Regions from separate parts of the Triticum aestivum genome. Here region 1 is linked to region 2. The links are chromatin contacts, called in public Hi-C maps. All regions are on one chromosome and are shown on one strand. Each heading gives the region's core, a stretch centred on a gene start, on an enhancer-like site or on the middle of the called end of the contact. The rest is flanking DNA. Distances are from core to core; before and after follow the strand shown. Region 1 has its middle 7.1 kb from the start of LOC123054913. Region 2 holds the start of LOC123054911 (probable isoaspartyl peptidase/L-asparaginase 2).

Evidence for each region. Hi-C and Micro-C count contacts between places; a contact is called where the count stands out from the background.
Region 1: a contact with region 2 is called in a Hi-C map of leaf, with 2.5 times the contacts expected there. The contact joins the enhancer-like site here to the promoter of LOC123054911 in region 2. A contact is called at or near these places in 1 of 5 Hi-C or Micro-C datasets (leaf) and 1 of 1 datasets of contacts at active chromatin or transcription factors (leaf).

What each region holds. Positions count from the first base shown.
Region 1 is chr2D:606,476,196-606,482,030 of IWGSC CS RefSeq v2.1, reverse strand. No RefSeq gene overlaps it. Among protein-coding and RNA genes, the nearest start is that of LOC123054913, 7.1 kb to the right of the region's middle. Within about 2 kb of position 1,865, at least 6 of the 8 cell types and tissues checked have an H3K27ac peak or open chromatin away from gene starts, as enhancers often do. A contact at or near this core is called in leaf, where this site is marked.
Region 2 is chr2D:606,309,202-606,314,907 of IWGSC CS RefSeq v2.1, reverse strand. It overlaps LOC123054911 (probable isoaspartyl peptidase/L-asparaginase 2), which reads left to right and starts at 2,065. Exons shown (of 2, transcript XM_044478785.1): 1 at 2,065-2,577; 2 at 3,849-4,688. The coding sequence starts at 2,182. The coding sequence ends at 4,454.

The sequences.
Region 1 (5,835 bases), core at 616-3,115, 170 kb before region 2:
CGCAGCAACTGACAGGATCCGCCATTGCCAGCTGCATCACCACCGAAAAACTGGTGTGCCGACGAGGGAGGGGATCTCGGAGGATCTCCGTGCTGGGCGCCACCAGCCGCAACCACGCGACCTTCCTCGGCAACCGCGCGCGCCTGCAGGTCCACCACCACCACCACCAACTCCTCTGCCGCCGGTCCCGCCCTCCGCACCTACAGGGAGGGAATCTCGCTTGAATTCTGGCCGGACCCGGTAGATCGATGGAGCCGGCGGCCGACCACGCCGGGCAACGGACAGCCGTTGGTTTGCCCCTGCCCCTGCGCGTCATGTGCCGTGCATGCATGCATGTGCGATCGATTAAAGAAGAAAAGTGTGCAGCACTAGCTCCTTGTCTGCATGCGCTCCAGTTCGTTCAGGGCATCCAGAGGTGCAGGGCTGCCTAGCTCGGCGTAGGATCGTCCTGTCTTTCGGCGCTCCACTTCAGTTCTGGCACGGCCGACGGACGGTGACACCATCGACCGAACTGGAACCCCAACAGCTCCAACTATTGCTTGATTATTACTGTCCACAACTGTAGTGCATCTTTTCGAGTTAGCATAGCAGAGTGCGTGCTCCGTCTGCAGGGCCAAGCAAGTGGTGAGCCTTGTGCAGCAGCATTCGGTTGAAGGGACGAGTTGCCGACGAAGAGGACGCACGGCACGGGCCTGCGGGCCAAGTGGCTCAACTGGTCGCCCGAGCTCGTGCGGTCGTGCCGTGGTCGTGACCGTTTCGTTTGGAAGTTCCGCTAAAAAAAGGTGATACGTACAGGTACAGCAGCCGAATTGTTTATGTTTTCTCCGTAGATCTAGCTAGTGGCGGCACGGAGCTCTTCAAAAAACTAGTCTTGTACTCTTGCAGGAGTGCCGTCTTCTCTTACATATATTCCTCTTTGAATAATAAAACTGTTAGTAGTGCCGTCTCCCATATTTGTTAAATTGAACCATCAGTAGTGCCGTCTTCTGCCGCCCCCCGTATTTTAAAATACAACTAACGGTACTGCCGACGACAAAAAGAAGGAGCGAGTGTTATTCAATGGGCCTGTTTTGATACTCTACCTCGGTTAGATGTTAAACTTAGATTCTAATCTTAAACTAACTCTAAACTAATTTTAACCAAAAAGATGTTTGGATGGCAGGGTTAGATCGCAGTTGCATCACCACTCCACTCCATTGCCATTTCAAAACTTACTGATCTTGTACTACTTGAGCATATGCACGTGCATGCTTGAATGGAACCAACTCACCCTGGTCTGGTGCATTGTTTTCTTCATCATCTTAATTTCACGACCAGCTTGAATATTCTGGCTAGCTCCATGGCGCCGGTCCCGGGGGCGGCGGTTTGTCTTGTCTCTTTCCTCCGGGGAATTAGGATCTGGAATCACAAATGGTGGTGCACGGCCACTGAACTTAATTGCTGTATTGACAAATATAGAGAATCGCCACTTGCGAAAGGCTCTGATTTTGTTTTATTTCTTGTTCGGAGCTTGCTGCATCTTTGTATTCATATTTCGGTTCTTGTGGTGGTGCAACTGCAACCAAGTGCTCCTGGCTACATACTTTAGGTGTGTCGATGCCATTTTTTACGGTAGTAGCAGGGGTAAAAGAAGGACACGCCTGTTAATTTTGATCACCGGCTCCTGGAGCTCATCAACAGCCGCCTGACTGTGACCGCCTCCTTCAAACTGGCCTCTCCGTTGGACGCCGCTAGGGGGCGTGCCTCTGCGCGTGGCGGTCCGTCCGTCCGGCGGCGCCACTGCCACTTGTCCAGGCCCACGGGTCAGCCTCCACAAACACCGGTGCGAGGCCGAAGAAATGCAGGCCAGCTTGTGCCTGGAAGCCGCCCGCTGCGCCTCACGTGGGAGTACCACCAACCATCGCAACGTACGACACGACGATTCCGCCGGGGCCGCCATGATGAAATGCTCCAAGCAAGATTCGGATCTCCGAGGGCCTATGAAAACGACGCCTTTGTTGGACAGATCCTGCGGGAGGCGATGGAGATCCCCCTTGGGCCTCGCCGTTCACGCCGTACGACGCATGCCACACACGGCGATTCCGGCAGGATAAGCAAACGGTCCCGGCCGACCTGGAGACCGGAGAGGAGACGTGAGATATCGTATGGTTTTCACGGGAGGACGCGCGGTTGACAGCGAAATGGCCATTGTACAACCTAAGAAGCTCCAACAAGGCCAACATCCCGTCTGATTAGGAGTACGATGCCTTTCCTTTCACGGTGCACAGTGGGTCATACGGAACCTTGGCGTGTCACTGTACAAAAGAACCCCTGTATGCGGAAACGACACGAAACTTTAAATTTTTGTACTGTCTGTCTGCGACGTTGATGCCACGGCGCCATGGAATTTAGGTTAGGCTTGGTTTACTGCTCGTAGGGGCTGAGCTCGGACGAATGACGGCATTTCTTTTTTAAGTTTGCCCTCCGGGCTCTAATTCTTCTTGAGTTTATCCGTTTCGATATAGTTGACAGAGATCTCGTGTAGATTCACATCATCCCCTTAGGGCGGCGCTGTTAGGATTTTTTGCCGTGCATACATGATGGGCAAATTTTTGGCGTCAGATGTTTCAGGTATATTCAAGGGTTCAACGGCGATGACTTAACTCTAGGGCGATCCTAAGAGCATCTATAGCCGGGTGCCTCAAACCCGCCTCATACGCCCAGGCAGACCGTCCGGTCACTGTCCAGTTGCGAAATTGGGGACGCCCCGGCATGCCCGCCACATCGGACTCATGAGATGGTCCGACGCGTATTAGCCCTAAGAACCGACATCCACGCTGGTCAGGTGTGTCGCGCCTGTCAGACTGTCAGTAAGGCGCTGCGCAATACTTGTCGGGCGTCACACAAAAGGGTCAGCTGGGTGAATTTTTTCACTCACAGTTCACATGCGAAATTGTTTCGCTCATAGGTCAATTTTATCCATTTTGCCGCGCGCAGCTCCCAAGGAAAAAAATTATAGATGTCTCGTCAAGTATACGCATGCCCTGTTCCCTGTGTTTTGAATCACCTAATGAGTATCTGGCAGAGTTTGTGATCAACTGACCATGAAATAAACGCGGGCGCCGCTAATGTAATGAGGGTATCAAATACGTCAGGAAGTGGCAAATATATGTCGGTCAATTCTCTATGAACCCGACCATAGTCCATGGTATTATCAGCACGCGAAAAATGGAGGGAATGAGTTGACGAGTCCCGTATTAATAACTTCTCTGGCGTCTGGCTAGCTGCCGCTAAGCATGCTAACTCACCCATTGACCAATGGCGGTGCGGGAGATAAGCTTAATCTGGAAAGAACATTACTTCTTGAGAGTACATCTCAATTTGCACTTGGCTACGGCATATGATTGGCTCCAGACCGGTCATGCATGCATGGCGAGACTAGCTGCCATCCATCAGATGAAGATTTTGTCTGCTGCGACAATGTCAACCCTGGCCAGGAGGAGCTTAACTAGCCACAGCCAGGTCTGATCGCGCATGCATGTTAGTGTTAGTCTATTCCGTTAGGTCAACCAAGCAAGAAGCTAAGCTTTGGGTTCAGATGGACCTCCGCGTTCTGACCAGCTGCCTTATGACATCACAGATGAGCGTCAACCAGATTTGGGGTACAGCTCAACAATGGCAATGCGCGCATGTTAAACCTCAGACTGCTTGCTTCCCTGCCGCCTATCTGGAACGGTGACTCGTTGATGCGATCGGGTTTCTGGACGTGGGGGAGGAGGCGTCACGGGAGAGAGATGACGCGGCCGAGGATGAGGATACGGGAACTCAATTTGCAATCCATCAACCCTGTGTTACACACTAACACGCTTCGTATTATATTTTTGTCAATGATGATGATGACTAGTGTAGCGAAAAATATGAGGATGGGTTATTTTTCCCAAAAAAATCTGGATCTATTATAAAAGTACATTAAATATAAAGCACCTCAAACATATTAAAAATCACATCAAGGTCCATACACCATTGAACGATCACTACCGATGCCAGAACAAGACGTCGACGCGCCGCTAGCGTTGTTTCCCTACGGGAGCAAGGCTGACCTTGTCGATAATAGCTAGAAAAGTTTTCGTGCACATGGCCTTAAGGAGCAACACTCTGAAGCCACAATTGTCATCATTGAACCTTGAATAGATCTGAAGCACCAAACATAAAGTCTAGCCATCGCGCCAATACGACGACAAGAAATCCTAGTCTCGCCGCCGCAAAGAGATGACAAGAATCTATGTTGGGGTTCTGTCGACTACACTCGGATGGACGAATTCGAGGAGAAGCGGAGCCCGGAAGACAAAGTTAAAAAATAAAAGCGTTGCCAACCGCCCGAGCACCACACTTGCGAGGACTAAAAAAATGTAAGCTAAACTACTAAACAGACCAGCAGACAGAGGGGAGCGGGACAAGTTTGCCCTAGCCACCGAAGCAAAAGGGGGGAAATGCTTCGCGCTCTTTTATCGGGGATGAGGACAGATATGTTTGGCAACCAATCAAAGTAAATCAAATTGAGCACAATGAAATAAAGATTAACAACAAAGATTCTTATTTAAACCAAAACTTACATCAACAATCTCTAAAAAAATATTACAACAAGAAGGCATTTCCCGACTTGTTTGCGGAGAGGTTCTTGTGAGCTATTTTTTAGGAGCAGCTCTTGTGAACTTTTGGTATTTTGTAATCCAAACATGACTTAGCATACTATCTGGACTACATCAAGCGGTTCCTCGAGTAAAGAACTCGCTCGTTGAGGTGCATGAACCAAAGGTCATCTATGCATTCTCCACCGGTCTCCACTTCCTTGGCTTCCTTGGATGACCCGCAGGATCAGATACAAGTCTCCCGGTAGGGCCCGAGAGTTTTTCGACTTGGCAAACAAGTATGCCTCTAGGGAACAAGCGGTCCTAAACTTCTTCGGATGTGGAAAATGCAGAGAGTTGTTGTAGCACTCTCCAATGTGGATGTAGAAATTTTATGAGTGTCAATACCTGTTGGAGCTAAAGGTAGGTTTTCTACTCTCTCAAGTGTGTATGCCACTTACATGACTATCCTTGCAGTTTGGTGTTTACTTTACCTCGACTCTCTAAAACTAATATATAAGCATTTCAAGGAGATAAATAAATTACTTGGCAATACAAAGACGAATGTTAGGTGCCTGTAATGGGAAAACTTTGTTTTTGCCACTTTAGTTTTTGCCCACTTTTCTTATGCCACTCTAGAATTTTACATCTCACTTTTGTCACTCTTAGGTTTTGACAATACATCACAAATGCCATTCTGTGGCAAAAATGATAATTTTTCATTCCACTTTTTCCACTCTTAGCTTTTCCCATGTATCACAATTGCCATTCTGAAAATTTTGCTTTTGCCACGGAATGGCAAAAGTGATATATTATCAAAAGATAAAAGTGGCAAAAGTGAGATGTCAAATTCTAGAGCGGCATAAGCAAAGTGGGCAAAAGATAGAGTGGCAAAAACAAAATTTTCCCTGTAATAAATGATTACAAGAGCAAATAGAGAGTATGCATATGTGGTGGTTGTGATGAATGTAGTGTTATCCAATGGGAGCAAGTATTCCTAAGAACTGGCTTTTGTTTCGTATATTCATGGTTGATTTTCTTATTTTGGGAACAAGTCTAGTAGTGATGCAAAGATGCGTCTTTGTGCCCACTTAGGAAATTACCCTTCATTGTAACATGAAAATTATCTCACAGTACTTAAGCGATTACCTAAGGGGGAGAAGTCGAAGGAGGTGCAGGGCTTCACCTAAGGCGGAGAAGACGAAAGCCATATTGTCGATTTGAGCAG
Region 2 (5,706 bases), core at 816-3,315:
ATCTTGAAGACTTAATCGTCAAGGATACTCTTTGCGTATTGCAGAGAAACTGCATGTCCTGCAGATAAAAGGGAATATTCAAAGCATACTTGACTTGCAGTAAGTACCGATTGATTCTGAGAGATTTAGTCGCTAATAAGTTATAAGTGTATCATGCATGACATCTCTCGCGGAAAGAAATGGACATCATCGTGGGGCTCCTTTCGCCTTTGTTTCTCTGAAGGTGCGCGCATCCAATTTCGCCTCCCTGACTCGCCTTGACTACAACAGTATTCTATCTGTAAATAGTACTGGTAATTAACATGGAGGATCAGCAAGCACTGGAGTAACTTGGATTCCATCGTGGCCTACAACTTGTCGGTTTTTCTAGCGAGTAGTACTGCCATGGGAAGCCCTCATTGGTTGAGGTAACTTTTGTTCTAGCCGAGGCCGGATTAACTTTGTATGGCAGTCGGCAGGTGCATGCATCATCTCATCTCATTGCTCCGGGGAGCTGGGAAAGCATGCTTGCGCTGTTTGTGGTTTGTGACCGTGTCCGTGCGCGTCACCTTCTTCGGTTGGGTCGAAAGTGATGCAAGTGCGTCACAGATTCTTCTGGTCTCAAATTATCTCCGCTCTGGCGGACAGGTGTCGAGTGACGACTGACGACGGTGATGGTACTCGATTGATCGGTACTCGAGGCGAAGCCGTCGGTAAACTATGCTCTGTGGCCTAGAGTGGCACAAACAACGATATTTCCACACACGAAATTGTACCGGGCATTTAATGCCTAGCCTTCCGGTCCTCGTCACGGCAAAATAACAAAGGTGCGGGTAGTGCGGTGGAGTTGGTAATTCAGAAATGGCAACAAAAACTGACTCCACCTATACAGTGCAATACACGTGAAATATCCTCACGACTGATTTGGCACTGCAGATGTACGCATACCCGCCCTTAATTTGAGGGCTTGCGATCTTGCATAAATTCGGCAATTCCTGCATAGCTGATTTGGCGTGATCTCCACAGCAATTTCACCCGGGAAATGAATCGGGCGATCAAAGTAAGTCTACGGGATCGTGAACCGGAAAGTTAACCCTGAATGTTAAAAAGGTAGTAAGTAGAATCTTCACGCAGCCCCACGAGATTAGCGCATAATTTAATTCCTTAATTACTTCAGCTCCGGACCAAAGATTCCATCGCCATCGTCGCGTGACCTGAGTGCGCATCTCCGTGGCAGCTTGTGCGGTCTGGCTTGTGTGGATTCCACAGGGAATCACCCCACCGGGATCTTCTACACCAGGAGCCAGCAGCAACGTACGTAACACTCTACTGTAGCTCGGTGGTTGGTTGCAGCCGCCGGCGGCTGCACCAACAGCTGGCTGGTCGATCTTGAGCATTGACCTGATCGAGGTTTGTTCTAGGACTAGTAGTGCCTGAATGCATATTTTGTGGGACTTATTGGAGCACTTTAAGTTGGTCATTTTGTGGCATGGAATAACTTGGCACTAGAAGAATGTCGTCAAGATTTTTAACATTCTTGTCAGTGTCACTACTCACTACTCCAGGTTGAGTAAATTCACCGGAATGACATAGGTAGGCAAATCGACCGTCCGAAAATTTCTCTTGACTTGTATTCACTTTTACCTTGAAGTAGTCTTGCTCGTTTTGTCCTAGGACAGACATCATACCATACCGTTGCAAACTTTGATGCTAGGTAATTGACCTTTACAAACCAACGAAATGCCCTGCCAGTGCCGTGCGGAATCCAGCCGGACAAAGATTTCGCAGCCTCGGGAATTCTGTGCCGGGTAGCTGTACAGGGACACCTCGTTTACGTGGCACACACATGTAACGGAATTGACGGTCGTCAAACGAAAACACACGAGTCATCAAATCCCGCCCCCCATGCAGTACCGGATACCGTTCCGTTTCGGAGCCAAGAATGAATCTGCCCCTAGCACGGGCACGGCAGCTCCTTCCCTCCCGGACCCAAGATTCCAAAACTCGCAGCACACAGCACAAACCACCCCTCGCTTCCCCTATAAATACCCCGCCCTCGCAGCTCCCATCCTTCATCTCCAACACACACCAACAACCAGAGCAACAAGAAAGAGCAGAGCCGTAGAGACATAGAGGGATCCAAGTTCCTTCAGCCCCCCCTAGCACATCACACCACCCCCAGCACACATACAATAAGCACGCATGGCGCGCTGGGCCATTGCCATCCACGGCGGCGCGGGCGTGGACCCGAACCTGCCGGAGCACCGCCAGGAGGAGGCCAAGCGGGTGCTGGCGCGGTGCCTGCAGGTCGGCGTGGACCTGCTGCGCGCCGGCGCTACGGCGCTGGACGTGGTCGAGGCCGTGGTGCGCGAGCTGGAGACGGACCCCTGCTTCAACTCGGGCCGCGGCTCCGCCCTCACCCGCGCCGGCACCGTCGAGATGGAGGCCAGCATCATGGACGGCCGCGGCCGCCGCTGCGGCGCCGTCTCCGGCGTGTCCACCGTTAAAAACCCCGTGTCCCTCGCGCGGCGCGTCATGGACAAGTCCCCCCACTCGTACCTCGCCTTCGACGGCGCCGAGGATTTCGCCCGCGAGCAGGTAATTAATTAGTTCTAAGATTAACCCAATCCTGATTACCCTCCGTTATTTCTGTTTCCTACCCAAAAAATGCACCCCACTCAATAAGGAAACCATAAGCTGCCTGCATGGCGATCTAATCAACACATATCAGGACGGTAATTAACATTTTAAAATCGGAAAGTTCACGTGACGGAACGGACGGAGTAGTATGGCATGCAGCCGCAATTTCTCTTGGAAAAGGGTCCTTGGAAATTGAGGTGTACTTGACATGTGTAGATGACGTGTGGGGCACTGTGGTGCGGTACACCATGAGTGCACAGCTGCATGCAGCTGGCTTGCACGGGAAATCTGCCATGCATGCATATAGCTACTCTACATGCTTATCTAGCTATCGTTTCGTGCTCTCTCGGAAAATCCAGTAGGACACAGCTTGCTCAGCACAGCAAGTTAAGAAAATGCACGTGCGTGTCTCCCTTTCGTCCCCTGGCCTTTGGAGAAATGTGTGTACCAAGTAGCATGAGTTGATTTCACATCCAGCTGAAGATGACAGGTGAAAAGTGGAGAAAAAACAAGGGTCTCGTGGTGACAACAGCGGCCTTGCACCTACCAAGCCACACCTATTGCCAGCTCGCCACGATTTGTGGTCAGCGCAGCCTACTTACGATATTTCCAACTTAAATTTGTCCTCTCCTACGTAGTATTAAAATTCTACAAAGCTTATAAGTTTTCTAGTCAAGATCGTGCAGCTAGCTAGCAGCCGCCGCACAAAGGAATCCATCTTGTCGCATGCAGCAAAGAAAATGGTTCGATGCATGTGCACGAATTTTTTTCTGGCCGGTACCATTTTTCATTAATTTAAACAAACTGAATAATTTGCTAATCAAAGTAAACAGTGCAAGGCTATACGCAAATTGGAGTCTCGTGCACGGCATCGAACCTAGGATGGCTAGCAGCTGTGCCCCTCTGTTTCTGCCGCCAAAACTTGTGCACGGCATCGCCTCCTCCCTCTGCACCACTCGTGCCGTGTGGTTGGCAGCCATGGCATGGAATCCTGGCCGGATCTCATGCCACTTGCTTCCCGTCCGACGAATCCGTCGTCCGTACATGGTCCACCACCCCGGCCGTCGAGTGACAGCAACTGGCGCTTTGCCTGCAGATCTCGTGGCCCTGCACTGCGCCGCAAATTAAAAGGAATCTGAGATCTTTATATGCATCCAGAGTTAATTGGGATTAGAAACAGTTTTTATAATTAGATGTGTTGATCTGATTTTGTTTCAAACTTGCCGCAGGGTCTTGAGGTTGTGGACAACAGCTACTTCATCACGGAGGAGAACGTGGGCATGCTCAAGCTCGCCAAGGAGGCCAACAGCATCCTCTTCGACTACCGCATCCCGCTGGCCGGCGCCGACACGTGCAGCGCGCTGGCGGCCGCGTCGGAGAACCACAATAGCAACGGTATGGTGATGAACGGGCTGCCCATCAGCATCTACGCGCCGGAGACGGTCGGGTGCGCGGTCGTGGACTCTAACGGCTTCACGGCGGCGGCCACCTCGACCGGTGGTCTGATGAACAAGATGACAGGACGCATCGGCGACTCGCCGCTCATCGGCGCCGGCACCTACGCGTGTGGGCACTGCGCCGTGTCGTGCACTGGCGAGGGCGAGGCCATCATCCGCTCCACTCTGGCGCGCGACGTGGCCGCCGTGATGGAGTACAAGGGGCTGCCTCTGCAGGAGGCCGTGGACTTCTGCGTCAAGGAGCGGCTCGACGAGGGGTTTGCGGGGCTCATCGCCGTGTCCGGCACCGGCGAGGTCGCCTATGGGTTTAACTGCACCGGCATGTTCAGGGGCTGCGCCACCGAGGACGGCTTCATGGAGGTCGGCATCTGGGAGTGAGGAAACAAGCGCGTGGAGTCGCGGTGGCCGCTCTGAACTCTGAAGATAGTGTCGTGCGTTCGTGTGTCTGCATTTGGCCATCCTGCGATTGCCATGTGGTTCTAGTCTGGGATCCTGGGTTAGTAGCAGTAGCAGTGGATCAGAGATTGGGGATTGGGAGAATAATTATGATGATGACGATGATTGTGATGGCCGTGGAATATAATAATGTGAAAAGTTCTATGGCTTCTTGAATTACAGCTCTGTTCATTTCTCCCTTTTTCTGAATCCTTTTTGAGCCTGTGTTACTCCAGACAAGTAGGAGCGGGCTTCGCTGGAGCGTTTGAAGTGTTGTCTTGAAACTTAATTCATTTGTGCGTCCCTTGCAAAGAAGATCCAAAAATCAATTTCTAAGCAAGCTACATTTAATATGTGCATAACATTTTCAATAATAATGTGAAAAGATCTACGCTTATGAAGTTAACAGCTCTCTTCAGTCTAGCAACATGTGTTACACGCGGCCAGTAAGCGGGCTTGGCTGGATCATTTTTAGTTAGGATCTTGAAACCGAATTATTTGTGCATTGCTTGCAAAGAAGTATAGGGCACAGGACTCCACCGGCGGAAGAAACCGCCTGTTCTCCTAAAGCTCGATATCAATAAGGTGTTCAATTCCGTGCGGTGAGACTACATCTTTGACCTTGTTCACACATGCGAGTCCGGGTTCCCCCCAGATTCCGTGATTTGATTGCTACTCCTCTCACCATGTCCACTTCCAGGGTCCTCCTAGTTGGGGTGTCAGGGGACCCAACTGGGAACAACCACGGTCACCGCCAGCGTGACCCGCTCTCCCCATTGCTTTTAGTCATCGCCATTGACCCCCTTTAACGGGTGCTACGGTTAGCAACTGAGCAGGGCCTCCTCTGTGATTTGGGAGGGTGGGTGGTAAGTTTGGGACATCCCTCTACGCGGATGATACGGTGATCTTTGTCATGCCTATCAAAGAGGATATTCGGGCGATTTCCAACATCCTCCAGAGCTTTGGCGAGGTCACCATCATTTTCACAAACTTCCAGAAAAATAGCGTGCGCCCATCCGTTGTGGTGGCTTGGACCTTGATGATGTCATGCAGAGCCTCTCGACGGTGTGATTGACCTTCCCTATGCGCTACCTCAAGCTGCCCTTATCATTCAATCGACTCTAGGGGATACACTTCCTGTACCTTGAGGACCAGGTCACTTGGCAGGGGAAACATTGTACAGTGGCAGGTCATA